3 separate regions of the Gossypium hirsutum genome follow, and all the other regions are linked to region 3. Evidence: chromatin contacts called from public Hi-C data. All regions are on one chromosome and are shown on one strand. The core of a region is the stretch at or near the end of the contact, and the rest is flanking DNA. Distances in the headings are between cores, read along the strand shown. Region 1 holds the start of LOC107913037. Region 2 holds the start of LOC107913035 (thioredoxin H-type). Region 3 holds the start of LOC107913027.

Evidence for each region. Hi-C and Micro-C count contacts between places; a contact is called where the count stands out from the background.
Region 1: a Hi-C map of leaf shows a contact between it and region 3, with 4 times the contacts expected there. The contact joins the promoter of LOC107913037 here to the promoter of LOC107913027 in region 3. A contact is called at or near these places in 3 of 34 Hi-C or Micro-C datasets (leaf and seedling).
Region 2: a contact with region 3 is called in a Hi-C map of leaf, with 3 times the contacts expected there. The contact joins the promoter of LOC107913035 here to the promoter of LOC107913027 in region 3. A contact is called at or near these places in 8 of 34 Hi-C or Micro-C datasets (callus, leaf and seedling).

The regions. Positions count from the first base shown.
Region 1 is chrD11:21,685,660-21,688,971 of Gossypium_hirsutum_v2.1, reverse strand. LOC107913037 reads right to left here and starts at 1,301. Exons shown (of 3, transcript XM_016841474.2): 1 at 739-1,301; 2 at 378-499. The coding sequence starts at 1,009.
Region 2 is chrD11:21,668,009-21,671,210 of Gossypium_hirsutum_v2.1, reverse strand. LOC107913035 (thioredoxin H-type) reads right to left here and starts at 1,546. Exons shown (of 3, transcript XM_016841472.2): 1 at 1,365-1,546; 2 at 623-745; 3 at 197-535. The coding sequence starts at 1,454. The coding sequence ends at 386. It overlaps LOC107913034 (protein RTE1-HOMOLOG), which reads right to left. Exons shown (of 3, transcript XM_016841471.2): 3 at 2,363-2,900. The coding sequence ends at 2,478.
Region 3 is chrD11:21,501,698-21,504,947 of Gossypium_hirsutum_v2.1, reverse strand. It overlaps LOC107913027, which reads left to right and starts at 1,781. Exons shown (of 8, transcript XM_041106482.1): 1 at 1,781-2,153; 2 at 2,325-3,072; 3 at 3,166-3,250. The coding sequence starts at 2,073.

The DNA of each region.
Region 1 (3,312 bases), core at 52-2,551, 180 kb before region 3:
ACCTATTCCTCATTTCAAGCCCCAAACTCTCTATTGACTAACTAAAAGGTTACTTACAGGCAACATTTATCAAATATTTAACTTCTTGATTTCTTCTAAATATATCGGACAAGGTAACCAGTTAAGCAGATTGTAGCTTCAAAATCCAACCATTAATTTCAAGTCAGCATTACTATACTCAGATGGATATAGGAGATTTGGATGCAACTTCTACTTAAAAGGAAAAATGGTTGATAATGCATGCAACATAAGCCACTTCCTTCCTCATTGTGTTCCCATTTAATTCCATAAAAACCAAACACACTACAAATTTGATGATTGCCATGCGAACCTCATATCAGTAGAACTATTTTCAATGTGATTTATGGAAAACAAACCAATTTAAACGCACGGCGCAGCCTCATTCTCTTTTTCTCATTCCTTCTTTTGACACTCCCTTCATTAGGATTATTTGGAAGAATAGGCTCCCCTGGTGTATACTTCACCCATGCATATGGCCCTGCATTCTTAAATTCATTAGCATTTCCCGGTTCTTTTCCCCATTTGTTTCACCAATAACTTGGGTATTTTCTTTTGTTAAATTAGGCATATTCTAAGGGGAGAAAAAAATGCTTTCTAAAAACCCTAATTGCACATAAACCCTACTAGTTAGGAACAAAAAAATCGCAAAAATAAATCCTGAAAAGGTAAATTAATTAAAAATTGAAAGACAAAATGAAGGGATGTTAAGTGAGGTACCAGGAGGTTTCAAGCTGGCTCTTTTTCGGCGTGCCTTGTCTTGAGGCCTTCTCTTTGGGAAACGAGTATTGGTTAAGCTATGCAACTGATTGGACATCGAGATCCATGGAGATTGGCGGTAAATAGACCCACACAAAAGGGAATTCAAACAGGATTTTGGGCACAAATAAGAAGGGAGAGTCGACATAGTTCCAGAAGCAGGGGAAGCCTGGGATAGTAGGAGAGTCCGACATAGTGGTCGAACGATACTTCTTAAAGCCCCAAATCCCATTTTCTAGATCATGAAATTGTTACGTTTAAAGGACAAAAGAAGAGGAAGGGGTTGTTTTTGTTTGAGCAGAGTGGAGGCAGTAAGCTTGTAAAACAGGGTTAGCGAAGAAGAAAAGAGATGAAGAAATTGGGCTGAAGCTTTGACATTGAGGCCCTTTCGTTTTCTTTAATTTTCCAACTAAAAGCCCACTTGACCCAGCTTTGACATAGAGGCCTTTTCAGTAAATACCATGAACTTGGTTTGGGATTAGGTTGATCTGATCTGAACCAACCAGGCCATTTCAAGTTTTTTATTTTCTTTGAAAGAGAGTGACGTGTGAAATTAAACAGGATAAAATGAAAGTTGAAGGCAATGATGTGAGAGACAAGGATATTGAATACAGTTGTCTGTTGGTTGGTTCCTTAAAGTTTCTCTTTGTTGCTGAGTTTGCATCTTCAACCCACTTTACCCCTTCACCGGTTTAATTGTAAATACAACTACAACCTAACCTATGAAAACCTTCAAACATATTCGAGATTAAGAATCAAGAAAAGATGGTCGAAAAAGTGTATGTTTGGAGAAATTCAAAATCAAAAACACTAACATCCAAATGTAGGTATTGATTTTGATAAGGACTCCACTAAAGCTTATCATTATTATTTCATACTTGAATTTAGTATTTAGACCAAATATGTAATTCGGTAAATGTTTGATTGTATCTTCTAGTTAAAAAAGCATAAGTACATAGTTGGGGGATTGAACATTTAAGCCAAATTGATGTAAGATAAAAAAAAAACAGTAAGTACCAAAGTGAGCATTGTAGCCAAACTTAGGTACCAACTTGGGATAAAAAAAAATAACTTAAATACTAAATTGAATATAAAAAATGAACACGTGTACCAAATAGCATATTAACCTTAATTTATATTAAAAGTGAAGAAAAGCACCCATACCCTCAGGTTAAGAGAAATTGGCGCTGGCGCCATCTTTTTTACCGTTAAAGAAAATGAAGAGCAATGGCCCGCCATAACCGATAAAAGTGCAAAAAGGAAAAGGAATCCAATATATATAAACTTTGACAATAACAAAAACAAAAGTTGAGGGAGCACAAAAGAAAATTAGTGTTGATGAAGAGAAGAATTAAGGCCTTCAGAAAGTGAGATTTATGGGCCACGAGAACCCAAAATCTAGGTCCCCGCCTTCAAAGCATAACATATATATTGGAGAGAAAAAAGAACACAAAGACTGTCATGCTTGGATAATGATGTGCTCAAAAAGTGACCCTTAATATATATATATGATGACGAGTAAGTCTTGGGTGTGAAGGGATATGGGTTTGCACAGGCAAAAGGTAAAAGACATGTAACTACTAACTGTAACATCGGTCCTATTGAATCAAATTTGGGGATCACATGATTCTTAATTAGGGTTCATGTGAAAAACCAATGATTAACTTGTTGACAATTTTTTCCCATTTTATGTGTCAGCCATGTGGTAAAAGATTAAAAAGAACTAAAGGGCACAATATTTAAAAAAGACCGTTGTTAGTAAAATCCTTCCAACTTTGCCGGATATATGATTTTTAGCTTTCATCTAACATCAACATTGTGAGAAAGATGAGTGGGGTAATGCCAAATTTTCCCTTGTTTTAGGCTTTTCGACTAATTAATTTCCTTGTTGAATGCTTTTTCTGTGTCCTAACTTTGAGATATGGGTTTGTATATATCAGTAATAAAATCACCAAAAACAAAAAAAATCTTCCGTTATAAATTATATACTCAACACAACATCTTAGTGAATTACATCCTTTTATATATATATATATATATATATATGTTTCGCATCAATATTTATTTTTTTCTTAAAATTGATATTTGTTTCATTTCTGTTATACAAAATAATACTTAAAACTAACTGTTTTTAACCTTTTCATGTTGCTTCTAATAATTAATTGACACCCCAAAGTCCAATATTTGACACTTGACAATGATGATGTCACAATGATATCACTATCTAAAATTTATTAAAAATCTAAAAAATTAAAATATTAAAAATTATAAAAATCAAAATCAATTAAATTTAAAAGGTTTTTGTTTAAAATTACATATTTACCTCTAGTTACATAGTTCAAACAAAAAAATAAAAATACGCAAATGTATTTATCTTCAACTCAAGATTTAAATTGAAATTATAACCTCTTCTGAATATGTATTTTTTTTAAATTATTGTCCAAAATTCAAAACATAGAATTTTTTTACAAAACATGAAATCGGACACGCATTCGAATGTGGCATCCCAATCTGAAATAAGTAGTATTTTGGTAT
Region 2 (3,202 bases), core at 297-2,796, 170 kb before region 3:
TGAGGAGATTGACAATATATAGACAAATTATCTACTGATAAATCCCCCCAAGTATCAAATAAACCAATGTCAGCCCCATGAAGATTGAAAATAGTTATCAGGAACAAAAACAGATCAAATGAGTTTCTGAATAGGTACCCTTGAAGTAACATACAATTCAAGGGCAATGAAAATGCTCAAAATCACATCAACCATGAAAACAAGCAAACTTTATATGATTATGTATCATATAGTAGTTAAGGAAATAAAAGTACCTCAAAATATAAAGGAATAAACTTAGGGTTTAACATAGAGATGTTTAGCTAAGTACCAGCAAATCAAAGATGAGGTACATGATAATAAGTTCCTCAAAAATATGATAAGATAGCACTAATAATTATCACCATCAAGCAGAAGTACTACCAGTAGCCATATGTTTTGTCACAGCCTGCTGAAGCTCTTCTTTCTTTGCACCAACCACTTTTTCAACAGCCTTTCCTTCCTTCAGGAACAAGAAAGTTGGCATAGCATCCACATCCCATTCAGCAGCAACCTCCTGAAAACAAAATGAAGAAAAAAAACAAACAATTCGATAGACATTTTCGCTTCTTAGTTGCGGATTCTAACTGTGCATCTGCATTACCTTCAGTTCATCCACATCCACCTTAAGAAACATAACATTAGGAAACTTCTTGGCCAGTTCAGCCAGAAAGGGTGAAATAAAACGGCAGGGTCCACACCATGAAGCAGTGAAATCAACCACCACCTGCATTTACCATGTAAGTACAAATTCACATAACGTTTGTGAAGAAGCTAAAGTTATAAAAAAGGATGAAAAAGTTAATGGAGAAGAGTAAAAAACAAAGAACAAACATCAACGTCACCATTAAAATACGACATTGATTTGTCATCACCATCACCAGCTAGTAACCTTAAATTTCATTAATGTCACTCACATGTATCATATTGCTCTGTTACTACAGCATACTGTCCTTCAGAACTTTTAATTGGAAACGTGTTACAAAATCTATAACAAATTTTCCCTAGAAACAAACACATCAAAATTTCCTAGTTTTAACATGTGAAATTGACTAACTAATATTGTATTAACCGAGAATTTTTTAAAATAAAATAAAAATAGAAGAAGCAAGCTTCAGCATCAACAGAAAATGGCTTTAGTGTTTAAGAGGCTTCAACTTTACGGATCGTGGAATTTTTTAAATAGAAAAATCTAGATTTATACATATAAAACAACCAAATCATAAATATAATATGATATGAAGCAAACGAAAACAGATCAGACACATTATCTGAAACATTAAAAATAATCATGAATCTAACACTAAATATATGGGGGGGAAAGGGATTCATTAAAATAAAATTACCAGCTTTTTGGATTGGTTTCCCTTTTGAAGTTGCTCCTTCCATGAATCAACGGTGTGGCAACTGATTACTTGACCTTCCTCTGCTGCCATTTTTGCTTAGATATTCAAAGCTCTGCTTTTTCTGTTTGCTTAAAAAAATATATAAGTCTTCTCTGCCGCTCTATTTACAAATAAATAAGTAAATAAAGGTTTTGGTTTTGGCCATGGGCCATAGACCTAGATTTGGTTGTAATTACGATCTTGCCATTATTGTACGAAGAGGGTTGTACCCATACGGATATGTATTCCCATTCAACACGTTTAGTTTTAGCTTCCAGATTTTTACGGTTACGTCTTTATACGCTTTAGTGTTTCAAGTTCAACCATTAGATTAGACAGAATTGTTGAACTAGTCAATTATATTGATATAAAGTTTGCAAGCCCATTAAAAATCTATATTTATATTATTATTTAAAATTTAAACACAACAACCAAAGCTTTATTATTATTATTATTATTAGTTTCAAACCATACCTTTTCTATTTAGATATATAATTTCTAGATACTATGATAGAATTTCTAGATTAAATCACTATGAAAAACTACATAAAAATATAATACAACACAAAGAGTAACATAAACACATCCCCGTTATTAAAATATACACAAAACGAATTTTTAAGGTGTGAAAAATTATATACAAGTTTGCAATACCCTTAAAGCACGAAACTAACACAAACATGAACACAACACGAGAAATAACATGAATCCATGACACTAAAATATATGGAAAAGAAGCGTGAACATAAGATGAGGTAAAAGTTTGATAATAATTAAAACAAAAAACATCATCACAAATAATATTAAATCCATATATCAATGGATCAAAATCTTAAATTTTAGAAATTTTAAGATATTTTGAATACATAAAAAATATTACAACAATATCTCAATGTTACAAGCCAATTTGACTTGGGATTTGCAAATGGTTCACCGTTCACTAAAAGAGATTGTCAGTATTGAAAATTAAAACTATACTCTGTAAATGAAATATTCCATCTTTATCGACTCCATCAATGTCACATACAAAAATTGACATATCCCTTCATTCTTTGCATTGGTTTCTGGTAAAAGCTACAAATAGATCAAGTTCTTGAAACAGTAAGTACCGAGAAGGAACCAACCAACAAGAAGGAATACAAGGAGGGCCAACAGAGACAGGTATGTTGTGCCACCAAACACTAGTCCAATACCGGATACAACAACAAATGGCAAGTGAGATCGCAAAACTGCTATTTTGTTCACCCACCGACCATTGAGGAAGATGAGAACAGCAAGGTTAACTACATTCCACCCACCCGAATGAAAGCCTAACCTGTTCAGGTTGTTTGCTACAAACGAATGGCAGTTGCAAGTGAAAAGGTTGTACGGCCGATGTTGGAACTCTTGAATGCCCTTTTCTAGCGCATCATCCCATGTTAATGCCTCTCTCAGATTGTCATGCTGGTATTCTTGATCTCCTTTCAGTGCTGATGAATGATAAGAAATGCTGCATTCCTAGCAAAAAGCTCCAAAGTTTGCACACATAAATGAGGAAGAATTATTTTTCTTTAGTAGATATGCACTAATTCCCGTCGTGGGCGCTATTCTTACTTATCAATACTCAAAATTTGTACTCTAAAATCTACCAAACCAATGTGCATCCATGAATTAGATTCGGTGACACAAACTATTTCCCGTCATTTACACAAGGCTTAGCTACCAATACTCAAAATGTTTTGCCACAATATCTACCACAGTGCATTCACAAGTTACTAAAAAGCACAGGATATTGCATTTTGCAGGCTTTACAATTCTTT
Region 3 (3,250 bases), core at 532-3,031:
TTTTGCATGAAACTCAGGTGGATTCTCCATCAACTTTCATTTTGTTCCCCGGAATTTTTAACTATCACTGGAAAATGAATAAAATGCGAAGGGGAAATCACTAAATTCTCCCCAGTTTTATTTATTTATGCTCATATTTTATCCATCGGACTATGTACTGCAATTGCCACCGGGAACCCCCACTTTCATTTTCTATTATAAATCTTAATTATTATCCTACCCCAATCTCCTGGTATGGATAAAATAATAAAGCAAAAGGAGTAAAGATGAGTGAAAAAGCTTTGGCAGTTTGCAGTTTGGAGTTATCTGAAAGAAAACGAAATCAATGATTACGCAAATAAAAAGGATTTTTGGTTGAAATGCAAAACCCAGAGAAGGGCTAAAAAACTCATTTAAGGCTACTGGGATTCTATTCTGGCATTAAGAGATGGTGAGGGTGCGTGCGGGGGATATGTCGATATCTGCTGCGTACGTTGTGGCCACTGACCAGTGGGCATCTGCAGCAATAATATTAAGTTTAATTTGGAGTTGTGGGCATAAATTAATGTGGTCCCAAAACAGGCTTTTGCTGAGTTCCTGTTAGTATCTCAGCTAAACGCTGTTGAGCCTGTGAAAGAATTCATGGTGGATCTTATGTCTGCAATGAAAGGATTAAGTTTCAGGTCTTTTAGGACCTTTCTGAAACTTAATTACTGCAACAAAGTGGATTTATAGGAACAGTTGTGGTTTAGGGTCCCCAATTTATTTATTTTTTTTGTCTCTTAAGACAACTTTAAAGCTTAAAAAAGAGTGCCACCTAAATCTGCATCCGGGTCTTTGAAACGACAGACATTTTAAATAGCATTATGTTGCTTCTTCTCTGGACCAAAAGTCTAAACACCTTTTATCTCCACCCCATGCTTCTGTCTTTGCTCCTTCATCTTCCAACATATCTAAACTCAAAAAAATGGGTCTAAAATTTCTTCGGGTCCATCTACAACTAAGCTTATTGGATATATGCCTCCATCTTAAAACCCCTCTGATCAAAAAGAAAATATTCCATTTCAAGTTAATATAATATAATGATTCAATCATAAAGCAAAAGATCCAATGTTCATACCATGTCACATCCAAGTCATTCACCAAGAAATCAGTTAGAGAGGGCCGAGGGGCCTGATTCTTTAAATGCTAACCAATTGTTTTTTAAAAAGTTAATGCTTGGAAATGCTGTTTTAAAACTAAACAAATCTTGCAGTACATGCACACTTGCGTCGCACTAGAAACCTGGGAACAGAATGCAATTTGTTTCAAGTATAACTAATTATATTTTCAAAGGTTTTAATGTGGTTTATTGTTGTGGAGTGCAGTAAATACAAATCTTTTGTTGATAGTTCTGGATTTAAGGACCATATACATCCACCATGAATTTATATAGTGACCTCTCATTTACAAATTCTTTCGGAAGGAACACAGGTATTTAGGGACGAAATAAAAAATTTTGTGTTGAGTAGTCAATATTTGGGTAGCCTAAAGTTATTATTATTTTGGTGTGTTAAGATGTTATACTGAATTATTAATTTTAGGGTTTAGGGTTTAAATGGAATTATATTATATTTAAGAGAGGTACCACTGGAGTATTTTAATACAATGAAGAGTATAATGTTTTAAACCTGGCCGGGCCTGGACTTGGAACCTTTTTTGTTCAAGATCCAGATTGGGTTTTTAAATCTGGAGATGGGCTTAAAAGCAACATTGGTATGATAGTAATTTCACAAGCGCGTGAGAGCGTTCCCCCAGGGACGTCGCGTCTTCGAAAGTTTTCGTTTCTGATCCGTCCGTTTCTGAGACTGACGAAAGACTACTGAAAGGAGCTTTAGAGACCTCCCTCTCCAAACACACACAAAAAATCAAACCTCATTTCCATGGCGGATCCCTAAATTCAACAATCCAAACAAAAAAATGAACCGTTAACCGTTAAATCTTTATTATTTTCCTTTTTTTTTGAAAATTTCTATTTTCATTATTCATTTTTGTAAATCCAACCACTGCATTTCGTTATATATATAAATAGCAAAAAAAAAAAATCAAATTCCATGTCAGCTCTGCCTGCTTCAGTTTCTTCTTCTTCCTCTTGGATCCCTGAAGACGATCTCTTATTAAAGAACGCCATTGAGGTAACCTCTTTTCTTCTTCCTCTTACTAATTTTCCTCATAATGTAATTTCCTATTTTACACTCTCTAAACGAATCTTTTGCATTCCTTGACCTAAAAGTCTAAAACGAGACAAGATAAAACCCCTAAGGTTAGTGGAAATTGATGATTAATTTAAATTTTGGTAATTACAGTCCGGTGCTTCATTGGAAGCACTAGCAAAAGGTGCGGTTCGATTTTCACGGAAGTTTACTGTTAAAGAATTACAAGATCGATGGCGTGCTTTGCTTTATGATCCTGTTATTTCCGATCAAGCGGCGGCTCGTATGATTGAGGTTGAATTATCTGCTTCTAATTTATATTCTAAATCAAGTAAATGTGATAACTCTGTTGAAAATGGAAGTGCTAAAAGAAAATTCGAAAGCGTTAGAAGATCGTATTATGCTATGAGGAAGAGGGCCTGTAATTACCATGTGACGAACTCGAGTGGTGTTAGTTTTCTTGGATCACCAAATGGCAATGATTGCATGCAAAATAGAGGTGGCTATGATGAGCTCGTAGAACCTCGAGAAGATTGTGTTCAAAACCAATTTGGATTCTGTGATTTAGGGATAGGTTGTGTAGATAAACGATCACAAGACAATGACCTGAAAGTAACTTTGAAGGAGGATTGCTTTAGTGAAAAAGTTGAGAACCTTGAACAGAATAATGTGTCTAGCGGGTCTCCTCATGTCATTTTTGAGGCTTCAGTTAAATTTGGGCATCCATCTGGTGTTGAGGAAATCAAGCCTTTCTCAGTGGGATGTTCATCGCCACAACCAGATATGCCGCTGTGGAAAACAATGGAAGATGTTCCAGCAGCTGTAATGCCAGTAAATGATGGCCCTCTAGATAAAGGCCAGGACGTAGAAGGTGAAATTGTGCATCCTGAAGATGTCGATGGTAAGAAAATGTGTGCATCTGGAAATGATATTGTTCCTTCAGATATGATGTTAAAAGATGGCTATGAAATTAATAATTCAGTTGTTATCTCAGGTGGTGATTTAGCTGAAACAGATGCTTTATTAAACTTTGATGGTGATGCTATTGATAAATCTTGCTATGAGAGTGTGAATTCACT